Linked DNA regions of Gasterosteus aculeatus: region 1 is linked to region 2. The links are chromatin contacts, called in public Hi-C maps. All regions are on one chromosome and are shown on one strand. The core of a region is the stretch at or near the end of the contact, and the rest is flanking DNA. Distances in the headings are between cores, read along the strand shown.

Evidence for each region. Hi-C and Micro-C count contacts between places; a contact is called where the count stands out from the background.
Region 1: a contact with region 2 is called in a Hi-C map of tail fin, with 4 times the contacts expected there. The contact joins the enhancer-like site here to the promoter of dcaf5 in region 2. A contact is called at or near these places in 3 of 6 Hi-C or Micro-C datasets (skeletal muscle and tail fin).

The regions. Positions count from the first base shown.
Region 1 is chr15:13,328,938-13,335,544 of fGasAcu3.hap1.1, reverse strand. It overlaps actn1 (actinin, alpha 1), which reads right to left. Exons shown (of 21, transcript XM_040199383.2): 10 at 6,335-6,565; 11 at 5,567-5,714; 12 at 5,323-5,473; 13 at 4,815-4,923; 14 at 4,293-4,433; 15 at 3,770-3,952; 16 at 3,168-3,302; 17 at 2,818-2,997; 18 at 1,886-2,032. Among protein-coding and RNA genes, the nearest start is that of cox16, 6.1 kb to the left of the region's middle. Within about 2 kb of position 3,909, at least 2 of the 9 cell types and tissues checked have open chromatin away from gene starts, as enhancers often do.
Region 2 is chr15:13,274,847-13,281,857 of fGasAcu3.hap1.1, reverse strand. It overlaps dcaf5 (ddb1 and cul4 associated factor 5), which reads right to left and starts at 2,744. Exons shown (of 9, transcript XM_040199097.2): 1 at 1,740-2,744; 2 at 635-778; 3 at 93-129. The coding sequence starts at 1,947. pacs2 (phosphofurin acidic cluster sorting protein 2) reads right to left here. Exons shown (of 25, transcript XM_040199096.2): 23 at 6,606-6,826; 24 at 6,350-6,463; 25 at 2,738-5,191. The coding sequence ends at 5,073.

The DNA of each region.
Region 1 (6,607 bases), core at 2,660-5,159, 53 kb before region 2:
GCAGCAACACATAGAGCGGTGGGGGGGGGGGGGTGAGGTGGTGTTGGGGGAGGAGGAGGAGGGTGGAGGGAGTGCACCATGCACGTGGGGGGTAAAAAGAGGTGAGGTGAGGGGTGGGGTGAAGGGAGAGGGCCATGCGTGAGATGGAGAACAGAGAACACAGTGCATATTCATTAGGATGTGGCAGGTTAACACACGGGGGCAGCAGTGCTGCCGTGCCGGGCGGGTGGCGGGGCGGGCGGGGGGGGCATTCGCAGGAGTTAATGTGCATCGTGGCAGGCAGACTGCGGGGCCCTCTGGGGAGGTTATTCACATGGTCGATGGCACGTGTACACAACATCGCATCTCTTTACCTTCGTACAGCATCAATGCAAAAAAGGCTTCAATAAACATGTACAATCTCAGCCACTTACGATGTCAGCAAATACAGTGAGTTAAATATGTCACACGCGTAATCTTGTGAGTATTCTTTGGTTGGTTATTTTCTTGATTATCCTACAAATTGTTTATTTTTGAGGTGTTAGAAAACAAGACAATAAAATGTCTTCAAACCGGTTTTGTAATATTCAGGTTTAACTAAAGGTGACAAAGAGCCAAGCTTAGATTTTGGGAAGCTAACAGCAGACCAAATGTGTCCAGAGTAAACTAAGGTAGAAAGATCTTTCCTTTGTCTAATCAATACGTCAGATTAATCCGGTGCTGTGGCTCGACACAACTGCCCCTCAAACCACCCAACCATGAAACAGTGAAAAACAAAAGAACCAGTTCAGGTTGGCTTCATGCGTCTGATCCTAAACCTCAGGTATTGATCAACAGTAGACCAGCTCTGGAAAACTGCATGAGGCAATGGTGGAGTCAGCAGGAGAGCCTGGTTGAGGGGGGGGGGGCGCTAAATAAAGACCCATCCTTAATTGGTGTGGTTTCTGACACGGAGCCCCAGTGTAAACACTATGCTGTGGAGATAGAGGGGGGGGGGGGGCGGCTGTATAGAAACAGCCTTCAATGGAGAGATTTTGTTCTTCCATTTGTCCTGCTCAGTATTTGTTTTGCGTTTAATGCTAACCTTCTTGTGTTACACAATGAGAGATTTCCAATGGCGCATGAGGCTAATTCTGAATGTCACTCTCCCTAAAAAGATGAATCTTGTGTCACCAAACTGAAAGTCCCTTTTTAACGAAGCTGTAGGGTTGATACGCAGCCTGATGCAACACACACACACACGGTTACATTTTATGTTTTCTAGTCAACGGGTCGTTAAAGTCGGGCAGCACGACACACCCAGAAGTGATGTATCCTCACCTTCACGTCTTTGATTTGTTGATGCAGTCTAAATATATAAAATACAAACCTGTTCAAGTCCAACATTGTGGGAAATAAATGTACTTGCTGAAAGTTAGAGGAAAAGATCGATGCTACACCAATGTCTCAGAATGAACCCAGCAGATAGTTAGCTTAGCTTAGCCCTTAGCACAGCTCACTAATAATTAAGTTACGTTTTGCATAAAGCCTCCGCAACGTGGGAAAATGTACGACTAAAAAAACACTAAAATAAAGATACAGCGTGTTAATTACCGTGTTTTAGAGTTACTGGTCGGTTGACCTTTTGGACGGAGCGCGTTGTTTACCCCTGTTTTAAAGCTAAGCTAAGCTAACAAACTGCTGGCTCTACATAACAGATGGATATGAGAGTCGATCTGCTCATCAAACTCCAACCAAGAACGCAAATAAACACATTTCCCAAATGTCCAACTGTTCTATTCTCTTAATAAAACTATTTTTTTTCCTTGTCTGTATTCATCCGAGTGTAAATGAGTGTAAATGACCTCCACCACCTCCACCCGCCTGGAGCTTTGTGTCTGCACCATGACTCGGGACGGGTACTGACCCTGTCGAAGTGGTTGAAGGAGGCCCGGTACTCGTTCAGCTGTTCCTGGCTGATGCCCTTGGCGTCTCGCGTCAAGATCTGGTTCTCGATTTCGTTGATGGTGCGGGCGATGGTGGTGAGCAGCTGCTCCCAGCCCACGCGGATGTGCTGCAGGAGGAGAGGGAGGCACGGGGAGCGTAAGCCGGAATCGCTGGATAGTAAAAAGAAATCTCAGAGGCGCTGGTTTTGGCTGGGATTTATCATTGGGTCAATCAGAGGTCGGAAAACAGATGCTCGTTTTAACCCGCACATGGCTGGAATATTACTGCATGAGATAAATACAGAAAGCATTGAGCATTGAGCACTTTGACTGCAGGACGAAATGTCAATAACAATCTGTAAACCAGCATCATCTTCACTGGTGAATCCCAAACACATTGTATTTGACGTCAGCTTTGAGTTGCCCTTTTCCTTTTTCAGAGGACTAGTTTCTGTTTTTTCTGATGCGATAAAGTCAGATTTACAGTAGCTTCAGTTTCGTTGGGTTGGTGGCTACATATGCAGACAAAATACACCTACGGAGGAAGTGTCCATAACGTTTAGTTTTCAATCTTCCCACTACTTCTGCACAGACGTGGTTTCTAGACACACACACACAAAACATCAGAAAATGTCTCAGCTGATGTTCAGCATTTGAACTACAAGATTAATTTGAATTAGTGACCAGTAAAAACAATTCCTTGCAGTTTATAGTTCTTCAGCACTGGGCTGATGAGCCAACCATTTAATAAGGCGCACTGACAACTTGGTGGAACGTCAGGCAAGTTCCGTATTAACCTCGCAAAGGTTTTTCCGTGGTTGTCCGAACATTCATTTGACACCAACACAGCGTAAAAACCAGGCGGATTGTCCAACCAACCAACACCAATGGGAAATATTTGGCCGATCATTACCTCCATGGTGTAGTTGGTGTGCTTGTTGTCAAAGATGAGAGCTTCCTGAATGAGCTGGTGGTCTCCCTCCAGCTGGTCGATCTTTGGCTTGTAGTTGACGATGCTCTTCTCGTACTGGCGTAGGTGTGTCAGCTGGTCCTCCAGAGTGCCGTGCATCTCGATTGAGATGCGGCCGATTTCCTGCAAGAGGCCAATACTGATTATTTAGAAAAGAAGGAGTCATTACACAGTGGAGGTCATGATGCGATTAGTCTCTCTGCCTGTCATACATTCTCATCTAATGAAGGTATTTTACTTGTATGTTAAATGCTCCATGTATCTGCTGTCAGTGTAACTCTGCTCGCACTGACCTCCATCTTGGTCTGGATCCAGGGCCCGATCACATTGGCCTGGTTGGCAAACTGTCGGCGCAGACGCTCGTTGTTCTGCTGCCGTGCGTGTTCCTCAATCAGAGCTTGGTCGCGCTGAGGCACCAGCTGCCGGACCTACAGCCGGCAGGAGCACCGAGGAAAAACCCAAATGCATTACTGACGGGGGTCAAAGGAAGAGGGGCCATTGATACATTCTCGGAAATTCTCTGCTTGTTTTGTAAAACTTGCTCCATAAATAATAAATAAAAGAAACTTTTTTTGGCTGGTTTGGGCCGGTTTCATTGTAGTAGCGAGCCTCATTTATTGTAACTGTGAGAAGCGTCACAGACCAACGTGTGCAAAGTGGACGACTTCCTGTAACAATACAAAAGCTCTGTGAAAAATATCTAATATTTTGGATTTGTACTAGAACATGTTTTTATGCTTTGATATTTAAAAAAATAAAAATAACCACCATTCACATCTGTGGCCTACAAACAAAAGAGCCGTCAGCGTCGCACACTCGACTGCTTTAGATAAATGAAGGTGGATTAAAATCATCTTGAAGTGGGCAGTTCCTTGCTCATGACTGATCTTATTACCTTGTCCCATTTGGCGTTGACCTCCTGGGGGTTGATGGTGGTGTAGGGGTTGCTGCCAGCCATATTCACGTGATAGGTCTGCACAATTTTGGCAATCTCATTGTGGATGCCGAGGATGGCCTGCCGCTCTTTGTCGGCCTCTGGCAGCGTGGCTTTGAACTGCTCGTGGGCGGTGCTTAACCCCTGAGGCACAAACACAGGAAATGTAAAATATAAACTACAAAAAAAACAATCAAATATTTGTTTCCCAGTGTGTTAACGGACACCCCCAAAAAATGATATATTGTACGGGTGAAAGTCGTGCGTTATTTAATTAGGGCTGTTCCAACGTTTACTAAATCTTTTCCTCTGTTGTTTTACACATTTGTAACAGTAGGTTATATTTACTAAGACTAATATCACTCTCATGTCTGTCAGGTCAATGTTAGCATAGCTTAGCATGAACTGGAAACAGGCAGAAACATCTAGCCGGCTCTGTGCAAATAAACCGCTATGGGCGGCTTCGGGTCCGGCCGGCTCTCACTTGGATTTCCTCGATGGTGTGGACGATGAAGGTGTCCTGCAGGTCCTCCATTGCGCCCTCCATCCAGTTGTTGAACGGAGCCGCTCTTTTGGCAAACTCAAGGTACAGTTGGTCGATGGTTTCGAGCAACTTCTCAGTTCTCTGGTGAGCATGAAAAACACCAGGTTACCGCACGATCCGAGAGGCTTTAAAAAAAGGACCTTCAAAGAGTTGTCGAGTGGAATTTCTTTTTAGACGTGATCTTCCAGAGAGCCGGGGCTTAAATGGATGGATTTTTTCGAGTCACACTGCATTTTCACAAGTAAAAAAACCCAAATCTCCAAACTTAAAAAGGATATTCAAGCACGGTGGGAAATCCTGAAAATCAAATCTCCCTTCTCAGTGTGGGGGACACACACTTTCATCTGTTAGCTGGTCTTATTTCTGCTCTAACCGGCACCCAGAAGGAGAGAAAGGTCTTGAAAACGGGGATAACAAAGTGCTTTTAGATGTTATTTGGGATTCTTTCTGAACTGGTCTCACCTGCAAGGCCTCGCTGCGTTTCTGGGTCAGAGCTCCCAGTGCGTCCCACTGGTCACAAATGCGCTGACAGCGAGCGTTTACACTGGGGGAGTCGTAGTAGTCCAGCTCACTGGAGCACAAACAGACAAGGGAACAGACGAGACATTATCATGAGCAGCAATCGGAGCGGTTTCCATTACATCTTGTTCCTAAGCTTTGGTTTCCGCCGTAGTCGTTCTTCGGTGCACGGCAAAGCCTTCGTGATCCTGCTTGGTCTTTGTCGGCGTTTCTCTCTGATGTAAATATTTAGTCCCTAAAGGATTTCATTGAGCTCAAGAGACTTTTGATGTGTGCGAGGAGAATATTTGACAATGACAAATGACTTAAAGCCCATTTGAGGTCACCACAAACAGCAATCAATCAACCGGGGAGCCAGAGTCCTCAACCCTCGACCTACGCCATTTCCTCTGGTGTGCGTGGACGGAAGGCAGCAGCACGAGCTTTTCTACTCCTGTTCATGGCGTCTTACTTCAGCTCCTGAGCGATGGCAGCGATCTGCTCCACTCGGTCCTGATGGGCCGCCAGGTCGCTCTCAAAGGCCTCGTGCTTCTTCAGCAGGGCCTTGATCTCTGACAGAGAGGCCGTCTCGTAGTCGTGCTTTTGCAGCATTTCTTCCTTACCTGCAAGTAAGATTTAAAAAAGAAAAATGTCTCCAGGAGTTTTGCCTGTTTTAAAATGCTGCATCTTCCAGACGATATTGCTCCTTTCAGTACCATCAGTCCAGGCTTCATGGATGGCGGCTTTCTGACGGAATTTCTCCGCCAGGTGGTCGAGTCTTTCCAGCCTGCGGATCTCATTGAGGAGCCACTCCTCGTAGCCTTTCTCTGCTCCCTCTAGGCTTCCCCAGGCATTGTTAATGTCCTGCATGCGGCAAAGGAGAAACCATCATGAGGGGGTCACATTTAAGTGTAAACCAATACAAAACCTTATTTTAGATCAGCGTTATCTGAATTACTTAAACAGCTCCCCCACATTTTCCACCATTTTTAGTGTGCGAGCGAGTTTAGTTTTTCTTTTTCACTGAAAGCTGCTGCCTGCTGTGTCAGTGCAGGGCTTTTAAAGACAAAGCTGTAAGACAATTAAATGCTACATGGAGTAGCAACGTAGGAATTAAAAGTGAGGAGTGAAAAGTAAGAATGGTAGGTCAGTTTATATCTACAAATGACCCTTTTCACATTAAAATTTAATTGGATCCATTGTAAATATAAAAACATTGTTTAGCGCAGCCTTTAATTGGGTGGAAGCTTTATAGATTAAACATAAGAGCTCTGAATCTTGGATTCCACACCTTCTCTAATAAAAGGTCACAATACTAGATATCTTTGGGCTGCATGTAGACGGACATTTTAAAGTAAACAAGCAACCAGACACTGGTTTAGAAATGAAATCAAATGTACCAAGTTAAGGTACTGTGGCTTCTGAATTCCATCCCAGAGGAGCTCAGGATCTCAAACTCCTGCGTTTGTTTGTCTGCGACCTACCGAGACCATCTTCCCCTCCGAGGGCATGAAGGCGGGCCGGTTGCTGAGCCTCAGCTTGGTCTGCAGGGTGTTGAAGTTGATCTCCAGCTGGCACTTCTCCTGCACTTTGGGCGGCTTGTGGAGGCGGCGATAATCTCTGAAGTCCTCCAGCTTCTGCTGCATGGTCTGCATGGTGTTCTCGGGCATGCGATTCTCCAGCCAGGGGATGGTGCGACGGATCCACTCCAGCAGCTGTGGTGTCAACGTTGGTGTGGGTGGTGTGTGTGTGTGTGT
Region 2 (7,011 bases), core at 1,495-3,994:
TTATAGCTCGCGCTTGTGTTTACGCTCTCAGAGCGCTTCACGTTGGGATGCGTGCGCGTCAACGCGAGTTGCATCAAGATTATTTTACTCACCTTTCCACGTCGTGAAGAATCACCTGCTCGTCGTTTCCTGCAAAACGACAAGCAGAGAAAGTGTAATAAAATAAATAAAGTTGCTCTGTTGATATGAAAAACAGTTGCTGTTGCTTTATTTTCTATCAAATACATCATAATATACATTTATTATTTGCAGGGCCGATACAGAGTGAGCAGCATTCACCACGTGACTCCAACACAGCAGATCACGCAGGTTAGAAAATGGATATTTTCCCAATGAACAACATTACTGTGCAATAAAGCAGCTACAAACAACATTTCTGAAAGTGCTCAAGTGCACATCCAATTAGCATTTTAACATGTTTGACGGACAGAATCTTTTTGATGAAGTAAACATAAGGTTTCTGGTCCCAAATTTATATATTCATTTCTTTGCAACCCTAAGTGACTTCGCCCAAGCGCATCGTTTCCTCAGTTACTATTAGATCCTCTTTTTACCTACCAGCGAGAAGGCACAAAACCCCCTGCACAGGTCAAAGGGCGAAGATGTTGTGAGAGTGCATTTCTGTTGCTCTTACCACCGGAGAAGACCTTTTTGTTGGTGCTGTCAAAGGCCAGACAGAAGATGTTGGACAGGTGCTCGCCCTTGAGTTTCAAAGGCTTGGATCGAGCGTGGATGGCTTGTTCCATGTTCCACAGGAGAACCCGCCGGTCGTCTCCTCCTGGAGACGGGACAGAACAAAAGGACACATTACAGCAGCTGCTTCCCATCGACTTACTTGTGACGCAGTCGAGTCGCCTGGCAGTTCAACGGGACTGAAGTTCACTTCTCAGATCCGTTTGACAGATCCAGATCCATTTTCACAACAAAATGGAAATATTTAGGGAAATAATGACTCATTTTGTTACTCTGCAAGTGAAGTGACAAATTCATAAAACCAAATATGTTGGATCCAGTCTGGGTCGAATTGGCTATAAGAAACAACACATTTCATTGAATAAACGATAATAAATGAATCGACAATTGCTTTATTCAGTTACATGAAGCCCAGACTACAATCTGCAAGGAAGGCATTTTGCATTCAACACACAAAGGCAAACTTGTAGGAGGCACATTGTGCAAATCTTGATCAGGAGGTCGCTTTCAGAGTTAATAATTATACACGAACAGCATTTATCTTTCTGTCATGTGTTGTCAGAGCTGATGCGCCACAGCTAAACCTTCCCACTAATCTGCTCAAGCGGAGTCAAGCGCATCAAATGACATTTATAAAGTTGTCTTCGGCTCAGTTGTGCAAAGTCGGCCAAAAACGGCCTCAGGTTGTTACACAAGGCCAGATGATGGTCTTTAATCCTCCCGGGACATCACGCTAAATAGCTCTGAGGTACCAAACTGGCAGCCATGATGAGACCCATGAAAGGGGAGGGGGGTCACGTCCACTTTGGGGGCCACAATGACGAGGACTGACATAAGGGACAGATACGGGTCCCCTCCGAGCTGCAGGGCTGTTCGTCTCGTTTGACGTTAGCCAGCTAGCAAAAGAAGGCTAGGCTAGCTTAGCTAACTGGTAGCCCACAGGGGGCTTTCAGCGGACTGCCGGGGCTAAGCTAGCGTTAGCATGCTAACACATTACAACAGTCACAGCTAGAGAGAGAGAGAGGGGGGGGGTGTTGTCAACTTACCGGACACGAGCCATTCTCCGCCGTTGTTGGAGAACTCAATGGCGTTGACGCAGCCGAAGTGACCGAGCATGTCCTTCTTGTAGAGGCTGGTGCAGCCGGCCATCCTGCGCCTCTGGAACTCCTCCTTCAGGAGCGGCTGCCCGGTCAGCTCCCTGCGGGACAGAAAGCCCAGCGAGCAGCGCATACCGCAGCCCCGCGGCTCCTTCATGGTCACCGGACAACGGGCGAGGCGGGGGGAACGCGGCTCGGCTCTCGGCTCTTCACCGCCGCGCCTTCGACATCGCGTTGCTGCTGATGCTCCGGCGGGGTCACATTATGCTGGAAACCCCGCGGATGTCGACGTTGTTTATGCGCCTCCTCTCTGTCTTCTTCTCGGCTCGGCGGTCCCAGGAGCAGCTTCCTGCTGCGCGCGCTCGCTCGCTCGCTCGCTCTCTCTCTCCAGATTCGCTCCCTTTGTATGTTTCACCTCCACCTAAATTCTCCACCGTTCACATTTTTGGGGAGAGGTAAATCTATGGTGTGGTATATAAGCAGTATTTAGATCCTTAACGCACAACAGAAAATCCTACGACGATTATAAGTAAAATAACTGCATTTATTAGTTTGTCAATAGCAGGGAAATTACATGCATAATATAATTCGACTATCATTTGTAATCCTTTTCGTTTTTATATCTTTTCTAAAACTAGTTGGTATAGGGCAGTAACTAATTAGAATTCCCATTATGGATTCTGATTATTTGGTTTGGTTTGCAAGAAACCTCTCAACATATTGACAAATGTCGTCACAATTACCCCTTAACTGTCCAGCTAGTACAGAAAATATAAAAATATTTTAAAATCAGTAAATCTTCATAAATGTGTTGCATGAAAATGACCATTTTAGCTTTACTTGTATAAGCAAGGTTGGTTCATGTATATGTGTGTTTCAAAAACTATGATGATGATTTCATTTATTAATGTCTTGGGGGATCTAGTTTTTAGGAAAAAAACAGTACATTTTAGTGTGTATAGTAGTTTTATTACTCCAAGTTTTGGGATTACAGTGGTGGTCTTTAGGGGACCTTCAGGTTGAGCAAGCCTTTCTCTGAAACAACATGAAAAACAGTAACTAAACAATTTCTATCTAAAACAGTTTAAACAAATGTCTGCTCAACACGAATGGGCTGTAGTCTTCTTGTAATTGATTCAAACCCATGTTTGAGCGCCAATTGTGGTTTTCCTTAACTTTATACAGCAAAATCAATCCACTGCATTTAGTTGTCCAACCAGAATCAGCACCGTGTAAGCAGAGAACAAATTATTTATGTTGATTTGTCAAAATTAAGCAATTTAGGCACTTATTAAGAAAACGGTTATGATGAAACTGCTTTTAAAAACACTTTTATGCTTAAAATTTAACAAATAATTGAGTAAAATCTACTGACAACAACGTTTCACATACACATAACGTTACTGAATATTAAACGAAGATGTAAATCCAAGGAGGCGTCGCGCTGGGCATAAAGAGATGTTCCACAGCCCCGAGAGGAGACAGGCGCTCGGTTGGCTTTGCATATAAACGATTCCACGTCACCGCTGTTTGTGCTGTTGTTTAGCTCCGATGTGACGGCAGACGCACAGTCTGTCCATGTGCGTCTGTGAACCGCAGTCAGCCGTACCTGCAGGTGTGTTTAACGCCCACGGACAAACATTTAAAAGTGCTTTACATTAAAGGTACCTTCAATACATTCACCTCTACATCATGAAGTCTTCTATAACACCACACAGGTAACGAGTGAGCTGCAGTTGACAGGTATTCCTTTGGCAAAGGTAACATATGATTTTTAGCAACAGATATGGAGTGTATCCAAGGAGTGTGAGGCTAGAGGACAAAGAGGTCTTTATAAAATAAACACAGTGGGGACGAAATGTTAATTTGCAGCCTCAAGGAACAGCGAGACATGTGGAGTAAAATATACATACACGTTCTTATAGAGTTAGATGGGAGGATCTCTGGTAGCTACATGAACCTGCAGCTACCGGCTGATTAGCTTAGCTTAGCACAACGACTGGAAACCTGGAGCAGCAGCTCGGCTGGCTCGGTGTAAAACCCAAACTAGTTAGTAAGCGAGCTTTACAGATGCTGGTGGGTGGATCGCTGGCTTGTCAGCCGCTTAGCGGAGTATGAAGGCTGGGAAGAGGCCCACGGCACCACATGATTATCACGGCCAAAATAATCCACAATAACAAGATTATTATCCTGGATAATACGTCTGCAGAAAATACAAAAAAAGATAGTATTACTATATTTGTGTAATTTTTCTGTTACTGGAGTGAATAAGATGACAAGTTGGTGGGAGGGTTGCATGACTGCACGTGGTGGGATCTTTCTAAATCCCACCACGAATCCCCAACTTGTCATTTTACACCCAAACAAGATCATCCATGTTCATTAATGAGTGCTGGTAGGTTTTTATTATTTTTACTATCTTTGGACAGAGCCTGGCAAACAGTTTCCCCCTGTTTTCAGCCGTTATGCTAAGCTAAGCTAACTGACCGCTGGCTTTGTCACATATTTATTCATCATCTCATCTAACTCTCAGAAAGAAAGTGATACGACCAACATGTTAATTTATTCCATTCTGCCCAGACTACCATCTGAAAGGTTCATTTTGTGCTACGAAGAATTTCTTGATTCTAATTTCCCATACGTCCCTTTGGAGCAAAACAGTTCAAACCTCAAACAAGGAGGAGAAAATAAAGAAACGGGGTTTAAAATCCCAGCTGAGAGCTGTGTGTAATCCTCATCAGTGCCAGGTGATCATTAAGAATCACTTATTAAGAATCACATTCACGCGGCTTTCAGTCTATTGCACGTAGTTGAGAACTTAGTTTCTTCGGGATTGAGACAATGAATCTACAACAGTTTCACAATTAAAAAATGTAAAATGTCTTCATCATCTTTGACATGACATCATGATGTATTGACATCATGATGTCATATATATATATAAAATATATATATTACGGGGAGATAAAGACACATGGGGACTCACACAAGCATGTTAAATATTAGATGTAATGTCTAATCATTATTTAATTTGTTCTGTTTTTCTCAAATGTTTATAAAACATCAGCATATTTTTTCTTGGAAGCTTTGCCTCAAGAAAATTTTCCATAAATAGAAATTTTAAAAAAAGAACACGCAAAATATTAAATAATCGGACAAATGCAACAGATGAAAGCAGGAGCTTAAATTGAAATAGCAGAATAGAAGAAGTGTGCGGGGGGAGGAGAGGTTAAAAGCAGTTGGCACGGGGGGGGGGCACTGTCCTCGGTGTAGTGGTGGCTGCTAGTAGGGGCTCGTTGTGTGCCCAAAGATCCCGATGGGGAAGTGTTTGACATGCGAGGACCACTGAGCCGCCAGCTGGAAGAACTTGACGTCGTTCCATTCGACGCCGTCAATCAGTACTGCAGAGGAAGAGACGCAAGACGAACGGAAAGATGAGCTTTCGTGGCAGGAGTTCATGTGTAACAGTCAACACAACCCAACTGAATACATCCTTAAGTTTTCGTCGAGTAAGCGGCTTGATAATTGATCGGTTGATTTTGCTTTTTGCTTTATAATTAGCTGATTAGTCTCAGAAAACCAAAAATCCATATTTATCAAACAAAGAAAACATTGTATTTAATAAGATTAATAAAGAGAGAGCAAGTAAGTGGGTTATTTGGATAAAATAAAATAAGATAATCCTTAAAGTAAACCTTAAAAAACAACCAAAGCCAGAATACAATATAATCGGGTTGAGTGGTTGGACACCCATTATTGCACATATAAGGTATAAGTTACTTACTTACTTGCATAGCCTAAATGAAGAATAAATCTTGATTTGAGTTGATGATTTTATTTCTGTTGCCAAACTAAACAAGTAGTTTCTTAGTTTTAAATATGAAGATAATTTTACTGGGAAATTATACAAATAAGTACACTTATACCATGTCATGCAGGTATCCTATTTGCAAAGTGTAATTTATTTGTTAACTGTGTGTGTACTGAATATAAATATTTACATTCTGTTCCGACCCCTCCAGTCTGTTTTTAATAAGAAATAAAGCAAAAAATTGCATTATTATAAAATATTAAGTAATTAATAAGTAAAAACTAAAAACCAGCATCTAGAATATAATTACAAGATGAATTTAATTTAAAAAAGGATAGCTACAATAGAAAAAAAATATTACGTATTATATTAAATTTAAGTAATATTGGAAATTATGATGAATGAATAAAGTACTAAAAAAAAAACGGATTTCCTATAAAAAAAAACAAAAAAAACCATAATAATATATTGGTCAGGTTTGTATTTTAGCATTGGAGCAAGATGTCATTTTTTATTTTAAATTACTGAATTACAGCGCTCTCCACAAGGCAAATTTCTTTAACAGCCATACGCTGTCATTTTACAGTCCGCCTTCTTCAGTTTTACTGTGTGAGGATCAACTTTGAGCGATTATCAGGAAAAGCTGCAGCCTGAACTGAACAGAAAAAAACAAGTGCGCTCAGTATGAGGATGTGCGTGCGGAGCAGAGGAGCAGGACGGGTCAGGACAGGGCAGCAGGGCCGTTTACCTCTCAGCATGGTCTGCTGGTGCTTGGCAGTGCAGATGAGCCGGCTGATGCCCTCGATCACTTGACTCTTCGACTCCACCTCCTTGTCTTTGCTCTTTTTGGGCAGGAACATGACTGGCAGGAGGGGACGTTTGATCATGTATGCATCAGATTGGTCGTGAGATACATCGTACACACTTTAAACGCTTTCAACGGTAACCTAACGTCCGCAGGAACATGCATGCATCCGTCCAACAGAGGTGAGCCTCTTACTTACCCTTCTTATTCTTCTCCTTAGTCACCACAGTCATGGACATGGTGGGCTGGGGGCTCGGCTCTGTGCCCCCCAGCGGCAGCCGGCTGACCTGCAGTGAGCGGAAATTGCACTTCAGAGTGTTTTTGGAGGAGGAGTCCCGCTTCTCCATGTCCTTCTTCCTCTCTGTTGGAGCCGCCCAGTAGTCCACCTGAAGCCCCATCAGCTCCCCCTGACCTACAGAACTACGGCGACAGACAGACAGACAGACAGACAGGCAGGCAGGGAGGTGAGCATTGTGGGACATGTATGTATTTTTAGCTCTTTAAAAAGTACATTTGAACCATTTCTTTATTAATGCTCAAATAAAAAAAAAAACATGGCACACTTTACTTTTAATTGACTAGACGCGCTTAAACATGTATAAAAA